6 separate regions of the Mus musculus genome follow, and regions 2, 3, 4, 5 and 6 are each linked to region 1. Evidence: chromatin contacts called from public ChIA-PET, Hi-C and HiChIP or PLAC-seq data. All regions are on one chromosome and are shown on one strand. Each heading gives the region's core, a stretch centred on a gene start, on an enhancer-like site or on the middle of the called end of the contact. The rest is flanking DNA. Distances are from core to core; before and after follow the strand shown. Region 1 has its middle 110 kb from the start of 8430436N08Rik. Region 2 has its middle 72 kb from the start of Gm22473. Region 3 has its middle 18 kb from the start of Gm11802. Region 4 has its middle 150 kb from the start of Car8. Region 5 overlaps Tox (thymocyte selection-associated high mobility group box). Region 6 overlaps Tox (thymocyte selection-associated high mobility group box).

What was found. HiChIP or PLAC-seq counts read pairs in DNA pulled down with a chosen protein or histone mark. A called contact is a pair of places that touch in the nucleus more often than the background predicts. ChIA-PET counts read pairs in DNA pulled down with a chosen protein or histone mark.
Region 2: a contact with region 1 is called in a RAD21 HiChIP or PLAC-seq map of pro-B cells, with 25 times the contacts expected there. The contact joins two enhancer-like sites. A contact is called at or near these places in 1 of 15 datasets of contacts at CTCF or cohesin (pro-B cells), 1 of 484 Hi-C or Micro-C datasets (cranial neural crest) and 2 of 115 datasets of contacts at active chromatin or transcription factors (T-cell acute lymphoblastic leukemia and large pre-B cells).
Region 3: a contact with region 1 is called in a Hi-C map of CD4 T cells, with 5 times the contacts expected there. The contact joins two enhancer-like sites. A contact is called at or near these places in 3 of 39 promoter capture datasets (cranial neural crest, liver and second pharyngeal arch cranial neural crest) and 3 of 484 Hi-C or Micro-C datasets (CD4 T cells and CD8 T cells).
Region 4: a contact with region 1 is called in a RAD21 HiChIP or PLAC-seq map of pro-B cells, with 2.9 times the contacts expected there. The contact joins two enhancer-like sites.
Region 5: a RAD21 HiChIP or PLAC-seq map of pro-B cells shows a contact between it and region 1, with 17 times the contacts expected there. The contact joins two enhancer-like sites. A contact is called at or near these places in 2 of 15 datasets of contacts at CTCF or cohesin (pro-B cells and thymocytes), 8 of 484 Hi-C or Micro-C datasets (CD4 T cells, DN3 thymocytes, the HPC-7 cell line and 3 more) and 7 of 115 datasets of contacts at active chromatin or transcription factors (CD8 T cells, acute myeloid leukemia, double positive thymocytes and 4 more).
Region 6: a contact with region 1 is called in an RNA polymerase II ChIA-PET map of CD8 T cells, with 6 times the contacts expected there. The contact joins two enhancer-like sites. A contact is called at or near these places in 2 of 115 datasets of contacts at active chromatin or transcription factors (CD8 T cells and memory CD8 T cells).

Annotation. Positions count from the first base shown.
Region 1 is chr4:7,453,704-7,457,011 of GRCm38.p6, forward strand. No RefSeq gene overlaps it. Among named protein-coding and RNA genes, the nearest start is that of 8430436N08Rik, 110 kb to the right of the region's middle. Within about 2 kb of position 1,593, at least 53 of the 459 cell types and tissues checked have an H3K27ac peak or open chromatin away from gene starts, as enhancers often do. A contact at or near this core is called in CD8 T cells, DN3 thymocytes, the HPC-7 cell line and 6 more, where this site is marked.
Region 2 is chr4:6,560,198-6,563,505 of GRCm38.p6, forward strand. No RefSeq gene overlaps it. Among named protein-coding and RNA genes, the nearest start is that of Gm22473, 72 kb to the right of the region's middle. Within about 2 kb of position 1,589, at least 7 of the 459 cell types and tissues checked have an H3K27ac peak or open chromatin away from gene starts, as enhancers often do. A contact at or near this core is called in pro-B cells, where this site is marked.
Region 3 is chr4:6,680,639-6,683,946 of GRCm38.p6, forward strand. No RefSeq gene overlaps it. Among named protein-coding and RNA genes, the nearest start is that of Gm11802, 18 kb to the right of the region's middle. Within about 2 kb of position 1,538, at least 35 of the 459 cell types and tissues checked have an H3K27ac peak or open chromatin away from gene starts, as enhancers often do. A contact at or near this core is called in CD8 T cells, where this site is marked.
Region 4 is chr4:8,083,372-8,086,679 of GRCm38.p6, forward strand. No RefSeq gene overlaps it. Among named protein-coding and RNA genes, the nearest start is that of Car8, 150 kb to the right of the region's middle. Within about 2 kb of position 1,775, at least 35 of the 459 cell types and tissues checked have an H3K27ac peak or open chromatin away from gene starts, as enhancers often do. A contact at or near this core is called in pro-B cells, where this site is marked.
Region 5 is chr4:6,900,595-6,903,902 of GRCm38.p6, forward strand. The region is part of intron 1 of Tox (thymocyte selection-associated high mobility group box); the gene reads right to left. Among named protein-coding and RNA genes, the nearest start is that of Tox, 89 kb to the right of the region's middle. Within about 2 kb of position 1,682, at least 45 of the 459 cell types and tissues checked have an H3K27ac peak or open chromatin away from gene starts, as enhancers often do. A contact at or near this core is called in CD8 T cells, DN3 thymocytes, the HPC-7 cell line and 6 more, where this site is marked.
Region 6 is chr4:6,923,546-6,926,853 of GRCm38.p6, forward strand. The region is part of intron 1 of Tox (thymocyte selection-associated high mobility group box); the gene reads right to left. Among named protein-coding and RNA genes, the nearest start is that of Tox, 66 kb to the right of the region's middle. Within about 2 kb of position 1,641, at least 87 of the 459 cell types and tissues checked have an H3K27ac peak or open chromatin away from gene starts, as enhancers often do. A contact at or near this core is called in CD8 T cells and memory CD8 T cells, where this site is marked.

The sequences.
Region 1 (3,308 bases), core at 343-2,842:
ATGATCAAAAGTGGGATAAGAATGGCAGGTGGGTCAAACAGGAAATGAAATAAGATTGTACCTGTGTCTAGTGCTAGCACAGCTACAAATGCACACATACATATACATACACACAACCCATAGACATTAGTTCACACAAACTTACACATGCATGCACACACACAAACACATATATATTTATACATATAAACACACATATACACACAAACACACATACATACAAACACACATGCATACAAACATGAGTGAACACATACATAAACACACAAGGCACACATATATGTTCAAACAAACATACACACAAGCACAAACCCAAATACACACATACATCGCACAAATACACATATAAAACACAAACATGTACAAACACACACATATATACATACATACATACATTCATGCATGCATATACACATGTACACACACATATAAACATACATGTAAATGTACACACACAGCACACACAAAACATATATACACAAATACACATAAGTACACATATACACACAAACATGAAAATACAAACACAAAACACTCACCACATGTAAATATACACAGAGATGCATACAGCATACACACATAAAAACATACACGTGCATACACACATACATAAACCTACACACATATAAATGTACATAGATATACAAATACACACACACACACCACATCTATCGCCCAGACATTTGGGGATAAGAAAGCAAGCTAATAATCTTGAGCAAATAGATGTGATTAAATATGATTGAGCATGGTTTGGTTTTTTTTTGTTTTTTTGTTTTTTTTAATTCTCACAAATGTAGATCTTGATGAAGACCAGTTTGTCTAGAGTCCCACTGATTTAATTTGGGTGAGCTATAATTTACTGGGCTGCAGGAGAAACAGTAATTTGTTGAGGCCATCATCAGCTCATTAGAATCACACTGGGAACACTTAATGGTGTACAACCCACAGCTTTTTGTATCCATTTCATAGTGATTCCTCTCGCCCTGCCTGCTGCTCACCACTCCAACTGTTGATAGCATGATCCTTTCCAAACACACCCCAGAAAATAAGAGGTTTTAAAAAAAAAAGATTTAAGTCACCAAGAAACACATTTCAACATTTCAGGGTATGAGGCAGGCTGCTAGGATAAAATATTCTCATGTACTGTTAACATGTAAGATTGGCTAGCTGTTAAGTACTGTAAACTGCAACTTATCAAAAGCTCAAAAATCCTACACAACAGAACAGAAAATAATTATTCTCCCTGAACAGCTATTGTCTCCTGTCTCAGCTTTTCCTGAACTAATAAAAGGTTTAATTTTAAATGGTGCAAAGGAAATGTCAGCATTGCTAAGATATACAATACTCGGGTGCTTGGCTCACCATACATTAAAACGTATGAAATTAGACCTAAGTGAAGCCTAAACAAACCTGAAGATTCCCCTCCCTCCCCCAGGCACCTTTTCTCTTTACCTCTGATTGATAGGATCACGTGAAACCAGCCTGGGTTCCAACACTGTCGTTTCAGATGACAAGGTCTTGATAAGGGCCGAGAGCACTGGTTAGGGGGTATGTATTTCCGGGCCTACGATTTCAGTTATGCACAGTGGGCGATTTAGTTCAAAGGAGCAGGGACATTTATTTTGATGCTTCACAGGAAAAAGGAGTGGGGGCAGGGACGACAAAAGAGAGAAAGGCCTTAAAGGCTTCCTGCATTCAAATGTGTGCATCTGTTTTCACTTTTACTATCTTCAAAAAAAAAAAAAAAAAAAAAAAAAAAAAAAACGAAGATAACGTTTCAGTCTAAGACTGGCTGCTGCTGAAGCTTTGGTGTGCTAAGAAGAAAAACACTGCTGAGGGGAACATGGCAGGGAGCAACAGTCCTAAACTTTCCTCAGCTTTGGGCTTCACAATGAATTTGATTCAGATTCCAAACAATTAGCAATAATAAAAATATACATTAGGTGAGCATGCTCCTCGGTCAGTATTTCTCAGGTAGGTTTATTTTAAATAACCAAAATCAATGGAGTTTGGAGAGATGTAGTTACCTTTATTTATGCTTTCTTCCTCTTTTTTTTTTTCTATTTTTCTTCACAAATATATGGTAATTATTCGTTACCTCCTTTTATTGAGCATTGTGGTAGTTCCAAATAGTATAACCCTTTCTCTAAAAAGAAACACAATCTATTCTTTATAAATGTTAGACACGGTATTTAAATATTGGCAAACAATTCAGTGCTGTAACATACAATGAGAGTAGAAGAGAAAAGTAGCTACCACCCCCAAGACTCCCCTGAGGATGAAGTGTGGCTCAGTCTTCCACTGACTAGAATGGGAAATGCACAATCAATGTGTATAAAGTACTTGTTCCATAGGCACACTCATGAGCACAGTGAGTGATAACCAAAGCTCCATAAAGAAAAAAATGTTCTTTCCATCCTTCTTCCTTAGTTAAAAGGGGCACCTATAAAAAAAGACAGACCAATCAAAGAAAAAATATAGTTTATTGGAGTATATACCTTTAAAAGTTTTTGTTGTATATCTCACACACACACACACACACACACACACACACACACACACACACACACACACACACACAGCACATTTTCAGGAGAGGTACACAGAGAAGGGAGAGGCAATCTGGAATTCAGATATCATAGCCATTGTTTATCAAAACAAAGGTTTAAGCCCAGAGACATGGAAGTGTCAAGAACAGCTTTGAGGTAGGTTATGTCTGCACTTCTTGGGGTCTCTCGTACTTTGGACTCATAGTTCTACTCTGGATTTACGGATAGAGACTCACAAAACGATGTCTTCCATTTAGATGCAATTTTCTTTTACAAGGAAGTAACAGATTCCTGTTTTCAGAGCTTCTCTGTGTCTTTACTTTCTCAAAATTATCAGCTCAAAATAGTGTTTGTGCCAAAGAGGCATATTTTAGCATTGCATATTCTTTTTATTGATTGGAGTGTAGCATTTCATCATCTTCTTGTTCCAATAATCAAATATGTTAACATGACATGTTGTGCTCTGTATTTTATCTTAAATTTTTTCTTCTTTTCATCACACTGCCACGACAATTCTTTCAAAACCATAGCTCCTTAAATGTGACATTTTAAATCAAAGACAATTGTCAACAGCCATGACTTTATATTTATTAAATATTTCTTTAAGATAATCTATACTTAAATGATATTCTTATAAAAGCATGAGAGTATGAAATAAGGTTATAAATAAAATTTGGTAGCACATCCTAAAAAATATGAACCATGGAACCCTTCTCTGAATATAGATACTTCTTCTACTTTACAATAAATTTCTGCTAA
Region 2 (3,308 bases), core at 339-2,838, 890 kb before region 1:
TGCAAAGAGAGGCCCATTGGACTTGCAAACTTTATATGCCCCAGTACAGGGGAACGCCAGGGCCAAAAAGGGGGAGTGGGTGGGTAGGGGAGTGGGGGGTGGTGGGTATGGGGGACTTTTGGTATAGCATTGGAAATGTAAATGAGCTAAATACCTAATAAAAAATGGAAAAAGTAGAGAGAATAAATAAGAGGCCACAAAAGTACTTTACTCAAATAAATATAATCGTTTTATATCTATAAAATATAAATATTCATATTAATAATTAATATAATAATTTTAAATAAAATATTTCCATATTTTATTTTAAAAAAAGACTTCAAAATAAATATGGCATACCACCAAAAAGAAATGAAGAAGAAACCAAGCAATACAAATGTTGGGCAGAAAATGGCCTCCCAGGTGCTCTTAAATTTCTGTTAGGAAATGTGAATTTATACACTACTAACACTAGGCTGGAAAAATTAAAAATATGTGTCCTTTGACAGCTTTCTACATTTTATACCTACTTAAAAGTTTGTGCTAAGTAGTATAATGTCACATGTCAGAAGAGGTTCTTAGAGCATTATCAAAAGTTGCTCACATTGGAAGTACCCACACACCAACCTGTAACAGAATAAATAAGTGATCCTTATAGGGAGTATCTATCTATCTATCTATCTATCTATCTATCTATCTATCTATCTATCAATCATCTATCTATCTATCTATCTATCATCTATCTATCTATCTATCAATCATCTATCTATCTATCTATCTATCTATCTATCTACCATCTATCTATCATCTATCTATCTATCTATTTATAATATATATACATATATTATATACCTTTTCAGGGATAAATGTATATGATATAAATATATCATAAAACTACATTATCCAATGTAGATGAGCCTCAAGATTCTCTAGTTGCCCAGGAAAAAACAGGCTTAGACCACACACGGTCTTTCAAGGTGCACCAAGAGGGGACATGCTCTGTGATCCCATTTCTATAACCTAAAACATCTTATTTACTTAGGATTCCCAGAACCTAATGTCATTACATTGTGAGCAAAGAGAAGAGGGTCACTTTTCGTGTCCTGAGAATGTTGTATTTCAGAACACAGGCATTATCAGTACTTTATAATTATACATTTGTGTATCCATAAAGGGAACATGACAGTCAGTCTTTTGGGACAAATAATAATTTTATAACCTCAAGAAATATCCAACGAAGGTGCACTTAAATACATAGTATTCATGATAGCAGAAACCTGGGTCCTGCTAAACTTCTAGTCATGTTTTTATGACAAGTGTTGGAGACAGAACAATTTTTAATGGAATTTGTTGACAATGACAATCTGCTTCATCAGATTTTGCAGAAAATGTAAGCCAATTTCTTTTATTATTACCATATGGAATGTGAAACTAAAAGTCAAGATTTTTCTGAATTTACTCCATTTTCAGTATATGCTTCCAGGCAGTTAATAGGGGGCCAAGGTAAAGATTTTTTTTAAAAAAACGAAAACAAAAAAATCACTCCCAACAGTGACTTTTCCCCTGATGCCCACTTGGTGGCGCTAAGCTAACGTAGAATGCAGGTCTTCTCTGATACGTTAATAAGCTTTCACTTTATACAGTCCTAGGGAATTGTAAAGGTTTGTTAAGGTTTAGGACTTTAGACATATTCGGTAGGGAAAAGGGTTCAAAACTCTTAAAGAATTATGGTTATTTGTGAAAATTACAAAGAATGTCTTCTAACTCTAGGACCAGCCAAGCTTTCATGTCTTCTTGCCTTGTGTTTCTTTGATGACTTTTATGAGCCCTAGGGAGAGAAATAATTTTGTCTATAAGGTATTGGGGACTTGATGGAAACACAAACCCAAAATTTTCAATGGAATTATAGTGTGTGAGGGATGGGACAAGGCGCGTTTTGCAGCACAGTCCTTCCGAACAGAAACGGAAAGGGTCAGGACCTTTGATCCAGGCATCTGGCCCGGATGCAGTTCTGCAGCCCAGGACTAGGGGTGACAGTAGCATAGATGCTGCTTTCCTTCTTGGAGGAAGCCCCGTTGCTTGCTGTATCAGGGCTGGTCTTGAACTCAAGATATTTCTGCTCCAGGCTCTCATGGCTGGGGTGGCCTTTGCTCACCTCTCTGAACAGAATGAGGCCCTTTTCTAGGGCTTTTCAGGAGTGAGCAAAGGCAAGAGAGTCTAGACTAGGAGGGGTGGAGTGTGGGAATGCAGAAGAGTCTCTAGGATCTCTTTGCTGACAATGGGAGGCATCAAAGTCTTCTGTTTCCACAATACACGGCCTGGTTATTCTGTTTATGAAGATGATGGTATATTGTACACCCATAAATGAATCAAGATTATCTCGTTCTTTTCTTTAAAAAGTTTAGTCTACAGTTATATGTGTATGTGCATGTCTGTGTAAGTATTAGCACTTCTCTGTAGTTCCTTTACATGCCATAAGAAGGTGTCAGATGCCCTGAACTTGATTGTAGGGAGCCTCAAGATATAGGTGCTAGAAACTAGACTTAGGTCTTTAGAAAGCACTTGTGTTTTTTCTTTTTTTGTTTGTTTTTGTTTTTTGTTTTTTATCACTGATCTGTCTTTCCAGCCCCAAGAACATAACATCTTAAATCAGACATCATAGCAGGACATGGGGGCACACATCTCTAATCCCAGAACGTAGAAGGAGGATCTCTGTGAGTTTAAGGCCAGCTTCATTTACATAGCAAGTTCCAGGACAGCCAGGATCACAGCCCCCCTAGAATCATAGAGGGAAGCATTACTGGAGGTGTGGTCTTGTTGGAGTAGGTGTGCCCTTATTGGAGGAAGTGTGTCACTAGGGTGTGGACTTGGGGGGTTCAGAAGCTTAAGCCAGGCCCATTGTCACTTTGTCTTAGTGTAGAATTCTCAGCCCCTGCTCCTGCTCCAGCCCCGTGTCTGCCCCCATGCCATCTTCTCTGTGAGAACAATGAATTAAACCCCTGAAACGTAAGCCAGCCCTGATGAGATGTTTTCCTTTATAAGTGTGGCTGTGGTCATGCTGATTTTTCGCGGAAATAAAACCCTAACTAAGCCACCTTGTCTGGAAAAATAAAATGAAGCAAAATAAAATAAAATATGATGTAAAAATAAAATCGGCAATATATGTGATTTTAAATTCCACTGCTGTAACTTTTATGCCAGTGCTCCACTGTGCTTCGTACTGCCTTCCTCCCTTGTGAAGGTTCCCGGACTCTGCCCACCTATTTCAGATGGTAGTTACTTTCCTCAAGAATGGGGGAAAAATAAAAGTCTTTAAGCTGTGCTGAACC
Region 3 (3,308 bases), core at 288-2,787, 770 kb before region 1:
ACTCCTCAGATTTAGGTGTCTGAGAGGATAGCTTGATTTTTGTCAAAAAAAAAAAGGCAAACTTAAAAATATATCATAAAAGCATCCTAGTGTGCTGGAGTGAATTCTGAGGCTTCCCTCAGCTTGAGGAAATTGCACAGTGCTGTCTGATAGATGGAGCAAGATGAAAGCACAGGCTACAGCCAACCTGGGGCAACTTGCACATGCACATTGAGCCAAGAATGTTAGGGTTCTGCTAAACTAGCAATAGGCGCACTAGCTTCTACTGAAAGCCAGACAGTGATTGAAGCCATCAACTGTGGCTTTGGTATGAGGTCCAAGGAAGTCTTGGCACAGTGAGCAGATGCACGTCTGCCTCGCCCATCATTAGATCAATTCTGCCTCACCCATCACTAGGTCAGTTCTCTTGCAACAATGCAACCTGCTGGAGATGGCTCTTGCCTCAGAAAGTGGCCACAAGTATCCACATGTCCAGAGGTATTTTGAGTCTTAAGATACCCTGTGACTTATAGTCATGGGTTGATGCCACACTCCTTCTCCATAGCTTGATTATTAAGTCACTTCTGCAGTTCTCCCTAGGTTGAACACTTGATGAAGAGCTGGGCTCACCCTGGCCAGGCAGCTGCACCTGGAGCCTGTATGTTCAGCCGCTCTATTGTTTTTCCCATCTACTCTTGTCACGGTATGAAGAAAGGTCTGGGAAGGAGAGAGGCACACATTTGGGAGCTACATAGTATGGTTCCTTTGTCTACTTTTTAGGTTCAATCTGGATTTCATCTTTATTTAAACATCAAGATCTGTCTGCACCAATAACTAACTTCAAAATACAGTTACATGGGATTAAGTGAAGGTTTTGCCACCTGCTTTATAGCCCTTCTAGGAAGCTTAGCCCTTCCTCCCCATGCCATAGGGCATTGAGAAGTTCCAGTAGCAAAATATTAGAGTCCACCACGTCTTCTTGAGTTTGCCCTGATAGGTCACATAGGCTAAGATGAAGCCCCACCCCAGCTTTCCTGGGAAGGCTGGGTGTGGCTTCCATGACTGCACTTGGCCTTTGAGACCTGGTGTTTAGAGCACTGCAGGAGCTCTTTCTACAGCTTGTGGAAGATCATGGTTGGGTCTTGGCCCAGTATAATTCTCTATCTGCCTTTTCTTTTATAGGTATCAAGTGAAGTGGTCTCACCCTGTAGTTTGCCACTAAATAAGAGCAAGGGATGTGTTTTGCCTCGGGGCTTGTTCACTTTTTTTTTTTTTTTTTTTTTTTTGAGTCCCAGAGGGACCCCTCAGTGCCTTTTCTGCAGACTGACATAGTAGCCAACTTTTATCCCACTTCCCCTTGGCTGGTCTTTTTCAAGCTAGGGGAAATAACATGGTGATTTTTGGAATGCTAATGACTCCAGACCTTTGATAGCATTCTGTCTTTAAAACCTTTTGCCAACAACAGTTGCAGGCTGTGGTTTTCTTGTCTGTGTGAGGTGACTAACAGGGTAGCACTCTTATTTGGGCTTTGTGTTCATGTAGCACCCAAAACCACCTACTGGCTTCCTGTCCCCTTGATCAGCCAAAGCCATCAGGCTTGAGCTGACATTTCAGCTGTTGAGCAGCTCCCCACCCCCACCAAAGAAAGAGTGTGATGGGAGAAAGAAAAGGCATATCTGGCAATAGTTGTTCTTGCCGCTTTGCCTGGAGAGAGATGTTCAGAGCCACGCAAGACTGTGCAGTAACAGCTGGCGGGCACCGGGGTGTGAGGCTGCTTTTCACTGATGACAGCCACTTACAGGAATGCTGCCAGATACAGCTGTTTAAAAGCCTTAATAAACAGCAAGTCAATACTAATCTTTGCCAAATTAATCTTTTCCCTGTCAGCCCATCACAGCAATTATGTTTGGGCTTATTGTAAACACACAATTGTCAAACAGGGACATGCCAGACTTAAAAAAAAAAAAACCAAACTGTAGTTTTGTTCATAGAATGTTTAGAATTGTGTTTTTATTTTCCCTGTAGGTTTGTCTTTCCATGTTATTGTCTAGTCCCCCCCCCCACCCCCCATTTTTGGCCTCACATCAGTGTGAATGAAATTTCACTTTGGAAAGTCTTGACTACCAAGTTGTTGATAAAGGTGAACTAACCATGCTGATGGGCTTCTGTAATTCGCCCAGGCTCCGATGATGTTGAAATAGAACCTATCATTGCTCTTGGGCATCCATCAAAGAACAAAGGCTTCACTACACTTAAGATATACTCTGAGGCTGGAAACAAAGGGTTGGTTAAGTATAAGGTGAAGCTGACACTCTGTGCACACACTAGATGCCATTTCCTCTAACTTGGTACTAAAGATCTTTCTTCTTTTGGAGTCCCAAACTCCCTCTCCTCCCTCTTCCCCCTGTACCTGGAGATCTATTTGTTCACACAGAGAAATGGTGCCATATGAAAGCATGAAAATGGCCTTTGACTATATTTTAAAAACACTATTATTTCTTCCTCCCCCGGTGTCATTTAGGTGGGATCCAGAAAATGAATCCTTTTCTTCCTGTACCAAGTCTACCCACTGTATCCTGTTCCTTCATCACTGTTTGAATTTAGCATCCATACATTTGTCTCCTGAGAGTTCTCTCTCGTTCCCAGCACTCCTACGTGTCTAGCACCTGCTCCTGCTTGCATAGTCTTCATGTGCTGAGGGTATATTATATCTTCTGCTTGTCACGACTAGAAAAAAAAAAGTTTTCATTTTTTTCTTCCTTCGTTCCCTCCCTCCCTCCCTCCCTCCCTTTCTCTTTCTTTCTTTCTTTCTTTCTTTCTTTCTTTCTTTCTTTCTTTCTTTCCTTCCTTCCTTCCTTCCTTCCTTCCTTCTTTCTTTCTTTCTTTCTTTCTTTCTTTCTTTCTTTCTCTCTCTTTCTTCTTTCTTTCTTTCTTTCTTTCTTTCTTTCTTTCTTTCTTTCTTTCTTTCTCTTTCTCTCCTGTCTCCCCCTCTCCTTTCTTTCTCTCTTTCTCTTTCTTCCTTCCTTTCTTTCTTTCTGTCTGTCTTTCATTCTTTCTTTTTCTCTCTCTCTTTTTGTCTTTCCCTCCCTTCCTCCCTTCCTTCCTTCCTTCCTTCCTTCTTCCCTCTCTTCCTTCCTTCCTCCTTCCTTTCCTCCCTCCTTCCTGTGAATTGTCCTCCCCTCACCCGTTTCTCTTTCTTTCTTTCTTTCTTTCTTTCTCTCTCTCTCTCTCTCTCTCTCTCTCTCTCTCTCTCTCTTTCTTTCTTTCTTTCTTTCTCTATTTCGAGAAGTTTTACTCTAGTCCTGGCTGACCGGAACTTGATATATAGA
Region 4 (3,308 bases), core at 525-3,024, 630 kb after region 1:
TATTCCACCTGGATCACACAGACTTAGAAGGTTTTTAGATGTGATCTCTTGCCAGGGCAACCATGTCCCCTCTCTTAAAAAGGGAGTTCTTTTTTATCTAGGGCATGAGTGCAAGAGCACATACACACACACACACACACACACACACATACAAATACACACAAATAATGAATTTAAATGAATACATTAATAAATGAGAGCCTAATAAAAATAAATATATTAATCACAATTAACTATTATCCACGATGTAGAAACAACCTAAATAGCCATTTGAAAGATAAATGAATAGAGGATGTGTTAAATAAATACACAGTGGAAATTATCCTTTTGTTGTTGTTTGTGTATGTGTGTGTGTGTATGTGTTACACTTGTGTACATAAACATGTGAATGTAGCTGGACTCATCCATGAATACACATGTGCAGGGCATAGTCCAATGTTTGTGTCTTCCTTTACTATTCTCTGATTTTTTTTTTTTTAAGGTAGGATCTCTTCTAAGCAAAGCCATGGAATGTTGCTCACGGGGGGGGGGGGGGGGGCACCTCTTCTCCCATTCAACTGTAGATGGCTCCCATCTCTCCTAGCTCGACACTTGGCATTTGGGAGCAGATGGAGCTCTCAGGTTTGCCTTGGCTAGGCTGGATGCCCCCACCCCCTTACTAAAGTTACAGGTGTGAAGGATGCACATCTTGCCTGCTCATCAAGTAATTCACCCACTGAGCCATCTCCCCACCCCTCACCCCATCTCAAAAGGAGGTTTGCAAAAGGTGAAATGAACAAACCTTGAGGACTCTGTGACTCAGGGAAATAAGCCAATCACAGGAAGGCAGACACTGCACGCTGCCCCTCTATGTGAAGTATGTAAGATAATCAAACCTAGAAAGACATCTCATAACAAAGGGCTAATTGCAAAGGGATAGAGAGTAGCCTTCCTCCTTCTTTAACTGGAAGCAGAAAGTGCTATTTCAAATGGGTATCCACACAAAAGGATGTGCTCTTAAATGTAAAAGCATGCAAAGAAACACACAGACATGCACACAAGTGCTTTGCCTTTAATGTATTTTTTAAATATGTTGCATGTTTTCATGTGTCCTTGTAGCAGACAAAAAGAATGTAATTAGTATAATTAGGTAAACTGATAGTAAGTTGACTCTTTTTCACTTTAAAACTATGTTCTTATTTTTAAATTTATTTTAATTTTATGTTTTCTTCTCTTTCAACCCTTCCTAGATCCTGCCCACCCACTCACTTTTATATGACCCTTGCTTCTATCTCTCCTAGATTGACACTTGGCATTTGTAGCCCACCTTCCTATATTACAGCAGTTCTAAGTTTCTTACGAAGGACAGGTGTCCTTTCTATCTTTTGGGTAGAGTTTTATTGGGGAGATTTGTACAAAGCATATATCCAATTGCCATTTTCCTTAAGGAACACTAAATTAAAATGTCCTTTAAACACCTCCCCTTTTTTAGTATTACCATAAATCTTACAGTAATAATTATAGACCTATGTTTTAAATCTACCAGCCAAAATGGCTGCTTTGCAGAAACTGAACAAGAATGGTCTTGTGATTAGCCAGCCACGGTGCAGTCAAGGTCTGAAGCTGAGAAGTCCTCGCGAAATCTCTTTACCTGCTTCAGTCTCTTAGGCTGAAGGTGGTGATGCTAGAGCTTAAGGTTGGCCTAGAGATTTCTCTGACCTCTGAGCTGCTCTGCTTGCTCTGTGGGACGGATCGGCTTCGCAAAGCTATGCGAAGAACATCCTCTGGTGGCCACTGCCGGTATTGCCAATGTCCCTGACAGGCCAGCTTCCCTCCACAGGAAGCTTTGCCAGCAGCAAAGGCATAGAAAGCTGCCCACAAGACTGGCCGCTGGTTTCCCTAGACTCTAGATCTTCCCACAGAGCTTCTCGCTTCTATTTTCTCGCTACAGATGCAAATCTGAGACATAAAGCAGATCTGCTTTAGAAAGGCAAGGGCTCACAGGAGATGCCTCCTCTCAAACTTTAGTGGGGTCTCGGATTGCTTAGCGTTGACAGTTTCTATAAAGCAGGCTGATTGAAACAATGCCCGGTTTTGAAACTGCAGGGCCAGCTGTTTTCCTGGTTGCTGTAGTCTTCAGTGCCTTTCTGTAAAACCGCAAACCACACAGAAACACTTTTGGATGTCTTATTTTCGGGGGATAGAGGCCTATCGTTAAATTATGGGGACCATCAGAAAGCTACAGTTTGCTTTCTGGGATGGGAGGGCAAAAGTGTTGGTTACAAATTAATTAAGGCTTTGTGACAATCAAACCTGTGAATTGAATTAAAGGTGACTCAGTATTCATTCATACCAGTGAGAGGAGCTGTTGAAAGCAGGCCTCTCCCACAGGCCACATGTTCTTTGTGTTTTATTACACATCACAGAATGAATTAAAACTAATGAGGCTGGCTTCTGTCGCTAATTTCTTTAATGATTGTGATTAATGTAAAGTTTAAAGGAGGCAGCATATGAATATCTGTTGAATGTTATGTTAATGACAATATTTTAAGGTCACCTGGCTTCCAGAGATATCAGCCACAGGAATTATGACTTGGCATAATTCCTTTAGGGTATAAGGAAGGTGAACATGAACCATGCTTTCTGGATTTGTGAACTACAACATTAAAATTAAGACCACAACAGCTAGAATGCAGCAATGCTATAATAGCAAGGTGCAGAAGTATCCCGTACCTTGATTGGAACAATATCGATAAATGACATTTTGTCTAAGACAATACCTACACTACAATGCCACGTACCCTTTTAACTAGTTGATGGAATGTTCAATTGCAAGGAAACAAAAGCCAAGTTGTCTCCATGACGCATACAACAATATATGCTAGAGCATAGTGAAGCCCCCAATGCTAGAGGAAGACAGAAGAGCCCTGCAGGAAAAGTCAAGAAGATGTACTGACAGTGCCCAGGCCTGCGTGTATCACTACCCACACCCAAGACGGCTGGAGAGAGAGGATGCAGTGAAGTCTCTGGCTCTCCTCTCTGCTTGCAGACATTCAAGTCTACTGCCTCATCCGAGGGAGGTACAAGCTGAATGGAAGAAGGCACAGTGTATGCTGCATAGCCAGAAATAATGGCAATTACCCATCACCTAGACCTTGGTCGCCTGGCCATCCATTCGACTCTTACTTGGTCCTGGACTAGAAGCAATAAACATGATAGATCGGGGAACTCAAGTTACAATTCTTTTTGTGTAGACTTTAAATGTTTGACTCTTGGTTTCTTTTTATTTTTATTTCTAAACATTCCAATTTGTTTTAAATGCTTAAATG
Region 5 (3,308 bases), core at 432-2,931, 550 kb before region 1:
AATTATGCTAGTTAAAGCACTAATGACAGGATTGGATTTTTGTTTTATTTGGTTTTCAATAACCAGGAGAAAATAAACCATCTACCTTACAAAATGTCTTTATTTGCGTAACTTCTCTCCCAAACAAAAATAATCTATTTCTTAAAAATATCAATTTAATTTTCCCCATTTAAAAACATGACTTGTGAGTCCAGGCAAATACAATTAGCACATGCATTTTATTAAATATATTCAAGTGTCAAATGCCTATTTATGGAAAGACCACTAATGATAACTTAGGCTCAACTAAAAATGAATGTCAATAAATGGTTCTATAAGCACTTACGCTCATAATAGATGCAATAGCATCTCTGAATAAATATTAACATGTAAAACTGCTATTTATCATGTCAACGCAATCAATAGAGACCATATTTCTGGACTAGGAATGCATCAGTAATCTTTCTGCATTTGCCCGAAATCACAAAGCAAAAATGCAAGCACTGTCACAAGACATTTATTGTATTCAATTGGATCCAAACTGGTTGCTGTGGAAAAGGCAATTTAAGCTCGTGCAACAAAATAGTCTATGTATATATGAATAAATTATTTTTACTATGATTCCTTTCTATTTTCTTTACCTGCCTAAGATGCAGATTTTCAATAAGAGACTCCTACAGCTTAGTAGAGTGTGAGTCTGGTAGACTTCTGAGTCACTCTCCCACTCAAATCATTAGCTGCCCCCTCGATTATCATGAAGGATAATACACTGTTGAGGGTGTCTATATTGCTTCTTTACTGTTCACAGCTACAATCACCTCCATGAGAAAGGCAGACTTCTTTCCTTTAAGAGTCCATTTTTCTTTTTACCTCTGGGAGGCGTGATACCTCCATCAGGCTGCTGGGGACCAGCACCTTTCCACTACAGTCACTGCTTTCTGCAGTAGTTGCAATGAACATCTGCTGCTATCACACTGAGGCGGTTAGAGACTCATACTACTGTGTTTGGAAATAAATGAATTTGGAAAGGCCATGTCCATGCACACTGTACTTTGATCTCACTCCTCCTTCACTTCCCCTTCTTCTCTCTCCTTCTCCATCTCTCTTTGTCTCTCTATCTCTCTCTGTCTTAATATCTCTCTCTCCCTCCCTTCTCCCTCCCTCTCTCTCTTCAGCTTGCATACTACCCTAAGAAATTTGCCTTTCTTTGTCTTTCTCCAGTGTCTCTCAAAACACCAACACACTGTCCCTGGCACCATATCATCCCCTAGAGGGAGACAGGCATAACAAGTGAGCTTTGCTGCTTAATTGTAAAGCTTTGAGGTCACTTTAAAACTAGTATTTAATGACTTGCTCTCCTTTGCTAAGGGTGCCCTTGAGATAATTTTCATAGAGGCATGCTGTTATTAAACACCTGTTAGATGCTAGATTTCTCAGAAGAATGAGACACACTCTTTATAACTTAAGTAAACGAAATAAACAAGAACAATGGTATTAAATGCCTGATGGACATTATAATAGGACATGCTTCTTACACTGGTTTTAAACTGTAATTTACCAGGTCATATTATTCTGAATATTATATTACAAATTCGGAGCAGGTGTTTAAAGCTATTTTCCTACTTGATTAGATGTTAACTCATTCTCTCTGCATAACTGAAGCTTTGCTTCAGATCTTCTGATAACAGAAACGGAAGCTGGGAAACCACAGCTCAATAATAAGGTGAATGGAAAAAGAGTTGGTTTCCGTCTCTCGCAACTGCTTTCCTTCATGTGTTCCACTCAAAAAGAAAAAGAGAGAGTGTGCGTTCTCGATTGTACCAACAACCATGGCATAAAGGCTAAGCACACCTGACTGCTTTGCACTCCCTAGTGGCATAAAAGCTTCAGTTTCGAAAGGTTTTCAAGTAATCTAAATTTTTAAAAATTTTCTCTAAGACCATAAGTTGCAAGTCAAGACTGTGTGAACTCATAACGCCACGTAGTCCGTTGAAATTGTTCTAACAACTAACATGGTGATGTTCCAAGGAAAACTGCAGTTGTCAGATGTCCTTGAATGGCAGCCTCACATGCTCCTCAGAGAAGCTGAGTCAGTTTCATGGACAAGGGTCTAAGTGAAGAGAAAACATCTGAAGCACCTGCATAGGAAGGCAGGGCAGGCGTTGGAAGGATCTCCCTTTCTGCCCTTACCCTTGACCTTAACCCTTGGGTTCGGTGACGCAGAAGAGCCCTCACATTTCACTCTAGGATAAAGAATATTCTAGAATAACAACTTTCAAGGTGGGCTGCGCTGTGGATAAAACATCCTTGGACAGACTCAAGATGCTGGGCCTGTGAGGTCATGCTGAGGTAAATGGCATGAGCATTTTTGCTGAAAGATTTTCCAGGCTTCCTGAGTGACACCGAAAGGTCCAGATGCACACAAACCACTTGCTGGCCTCCCCTCCATGCTGCCCTGGACTGTAGGGAGAGCTAACTCTGACTATGGGCAGACACTGAGTTTTCACACTGTGGACACAAAAGAATCTGCTTTGGAAATTTTTAAAATAATGTGCTCATAATTAATATCATTCTCGTTAAATGGGGCATTGAATTACAGGGTAGTCAATAATCCTACTGTAACCACTCAGGACCAAAAACAAATGTAATTTTATTCCTTTTTACACCACTGAGCATTTTTTAAAGAAACAGATCATCCTGTGTAGTTTGTGCAGGATTGATTCAACTAGATATTGTAACCTATCAACGACTCCTGAGACTTCTGTTTATAATTTTTACTTAGGTAAATCCTGATTAATTTTCTCAGCAGGATGCATTCTTTGCCTACATGAATAGTAAGCTCTCATTCACTTCTCTCAGTGATATGAATTTGGACCATAAGCTTTTTCACATCGAAAGGTCTATAAAATATCGCTGCTGTATTATTTTCAGAGTTCTGCATTTCCAACCTGCCTGGTCAAGAGATTTGTTAGTCTTCAGCACTGAATCTGAATTATTAGCAAATAAGGAAGCCGAAAAACAACAAAAGGGCCCACAACCCTGATCTTATCAAAATAATTATGAACCTTAATGTTCCACTAGGCACCAGGAGAAAGACAATGTGGTACAAAGGCGCACAGTAATGGAAATAGACAGAAGTAGGCCAGCGCTCTGCTTTTAACAGTAGATACTTACTGCTGCGGAAACTACAAGACAATGAAAGACTGCCCAGCCAAAAATGAGATTTTACTTTGTGTCTCAACTGTAACGTGCTTATAGCATAACGGAAAGAAATGCTCATTTCCTAGGTGTCTTTTCCCACAGGCACATCGTCACTTGGAGCAGGCAAA
Region 6 (3,308 bases), core at 391-2,890, 530 kb before region 1:
GGATGCTTCATTTGCTATCACACCTACCTTAACAGAATTCAGCTACTAGTACAGAACTGACAAAGGCATTTCAGAAGTGACCAAGTCAAAGAATCAAAGCCAGAAGAAACTGCCCTAATTAAATCACAATATAGACATGGGAGGAGCAACTGAGAATAACTGACTTGTCTGCAGCAGCTACTTGCATTTCACTCTGATGAAACAGTTTAGAGGATCAGGAGTCTCACTCCATGATGACATAAACCCATATACCTGTTCTGGACTACAGAGCTCTAAAGTAAGTCTATGTGCTTAAAGATACATATATCTACAACACACACACACACACACACACACACACACACACACGCACACATGCATACACACACAGAAAAACCCAGTCTTTTTAGCAGAGCTATTACTTGGCTTAAACCATGGATGGGGTATGACTCTGTAGTAACATGGCTATTTTTCAAACAAGCATAGTAGAATTTAACAATAGACATGACTTTTCAAAGTAAAGGTTTCTTTAGACAATTCTTATGAATTCAATTGTCTGACAAATCCTGTTTTAGAATTACCTTCTTGGGTGTTTGCAAAATTGTTAAGGATTTAATAAATTTAAAATCAAATCAATCAGATGTATGCTAATATAGGAGTATGTTATATGGAATCCATAACTTTATCTAAAAAACCTTCTGACTCTGTTATATTCTTGAATATTTTCCTATTACTGTACTACAGGCAAAAACCAAAAAAACTAAAAAACAAAACAAAAATCTCAAAATTAAATGTAGTAAATAGACAAGCTCATTTATTAGGCAGTAGGCCAACCTCACAAAATATTGTCAACTAAATAACAAAGCTAATTTTTGAATACTTTATGACTTGAAAAATCCTTCTTTATGGACAATTACAGTAGAGCTGTTCTCAATGTCCTTCAAACTAGGGCAACACTTTCATGGCTATTGCATGGTGTTACTTGGAACCTTGAATCTCTGAGATGGTTGCAGTGTGTGCAGGTAACTTGTGACTTCCTTCCAACAACAGAAGCTCGAGGCTCAGGCACACCTGAACAATTACATTACACCTCTAACCAAGCAGAACAGCTCTTTTTCTTTCTTTCTCATTTGCGTATGGTACTGGGGTTCTGCAAGGACCACATAGGTAAGAATGGAGTCTTGGTTAATCATGTGAAACTGATGGATGCTGGCACTCAGGCCTGAATTCACTTAAATTCTGATACCAAATACAGTATAGAGGGACTGAAACTTGTGAATGGATACTTCCTGTCTGCTCATGGCACTGAACCCCAAGGGATGCCCTAAACCATAAGACTTAAAACCACAAAATACATTCTTCCTTTTTTCTGTTCTCTTTTCTCTTTTGGGGCCTACCAAATCCTCTCTGTACACAGCTATTTCCTTGAGCTGATATTGGCTGAACACTTAGAAACCACAGAATTATGTTGAGAGGTTAACACTCATTCCACGATAAAACTGTGTGGCTGTGTCATATGCGGAAATTGCCGGTATTGTTAAAGCTTCAGAGGGAGGAGTGAAGGTCACTTTCTTTTTTATGGCATTAGGCACATGGGCTTGGAGGGTGTTGGTGGATGGCAGCCACCAACTGTGTATGAAGCAACGGTGCTGCCAAAACTGTGAATAATTAACAGATCTGAAAATATAAATAGATGAAACCAATGGCACGTTTGCCAGGAGGGTTGACCATCACAACTTGGCTTCCCAAGGGCAAGTTTCTTCAAGAGCACCATTTCCCACCTGTCCCAGGCTGACTATGGAAAGTTGAGGGTGTATTTTGGTTTGGTTATTTTGTTTCATTTTATCCATATTGGTATAGGCTAAGGCAAAGTGTCTGTGAGGCAGACACAGGGCAGATGAACGAGTATTTGTAACACTTGATATTCAAACCCTTTGGGATAGAACATTTTATGCTTGAAAATATTTTCACTGGATATATGTACAGCCCCCTTTCACCTAGAACTGTTGATAAAAATAAGTCTTTTTTTATTGTGCTGTAATAGAGTATTCTAAAACTCTACACCTGAACTCTCTCAAAATACAACCCGTTTTCTTCTTAATACACATAGCAGAGCATGAAAACCATGTGTTAGCTGCATGATGAACTGGCAAGCCACAGTTTTGATTTCTTCCTTCCTTCTTTCCTTCCTTCCTTCCTTCCTTCCTTCCTTCCTTCCTTCCTTCCTTCCTTCCTTCCTTCTTTCTTTCTTCCTTTCTTTCTTTTGGTCATAGGACCATTTGGTTCTGCACATAATATTCTTCTGAGGAAAATGGTATACATTCACCTTTGAACTGAATTATTTTATGGTAATTAAGTGGATTTGACTCTCACCATTTTCCTGCCTTTAGGGTAAGACTTCATCTCAGTTTTCCTGTATAATTTCATTCGTTTTTCAGCTGCTTGCTTTCTATTCCTACTTCTATATGGTTTTGCTTTCTTAATTTCTACTTCTTTAGTTGCCCACAGATATGTGTTTTCTTCGTTATTCCAATGAGCTATATTTAGAAGCTAATATGCTACATTCCTTTAAAATACTTGAGTTTCAACTCCCCAGTACCCATATGTTATTTTCTATGTCTATATGATGTGGTAATAAAAGAGTTTTCAAAAACGTCTTGGAACTGGAGATTTTTATGTTTTGAGGAATTCCCAGGCAAGCTTTGAATCTTGGGGAAAGAGAGAGAGAGAGAGAGAGAGAGAGAGAGAGAGAGAGAGAGAGAGAGAGAGAAGATTTTGCTGCTGGGATGTAAAGGAATCATGCTTGATGTGTAAAGGCCACAATTCTGCTCTGACCTGCAGCCTGCTTTAACAGTGGCACGGACTGGCTGGATGGTCATGAAGTACAGAATACACAAGGTCAGTATGAATCACACCCAAGGTGATTCCTAATCAGAAGGCAAACTAAACACAGTTAAGATTCAAAAACAGACTCCTAGAATCCCGAAATTCTGCGGTCCTGTGCTCCATTCTCTCTCATGCTCTTGCCTAGAAAACAAAAGTGTCTTCTAGCATAAGTAAGTCATAATGTAAGGAAGTAAGCAACAAGTGAGTAATGGGTAAGAAGTTGACTTTTACAGAACTTAAAAATACATGTATTTTCTGACTAAATACTTTTGGTTACCATGGAAGGAGGCCAAAATACTTAAAGACTCCATTTTCCTTTAAGCTCAAAGGATTTACCAGGAAGTTAAAACTAAAACAGGTTTCCAGAGGTGGGACTAACAGTCACCGAGCTACCCAGTTCTCGGGTCACTTTGTCCTTTCCTGGTGATATCTTTGGCCTATCT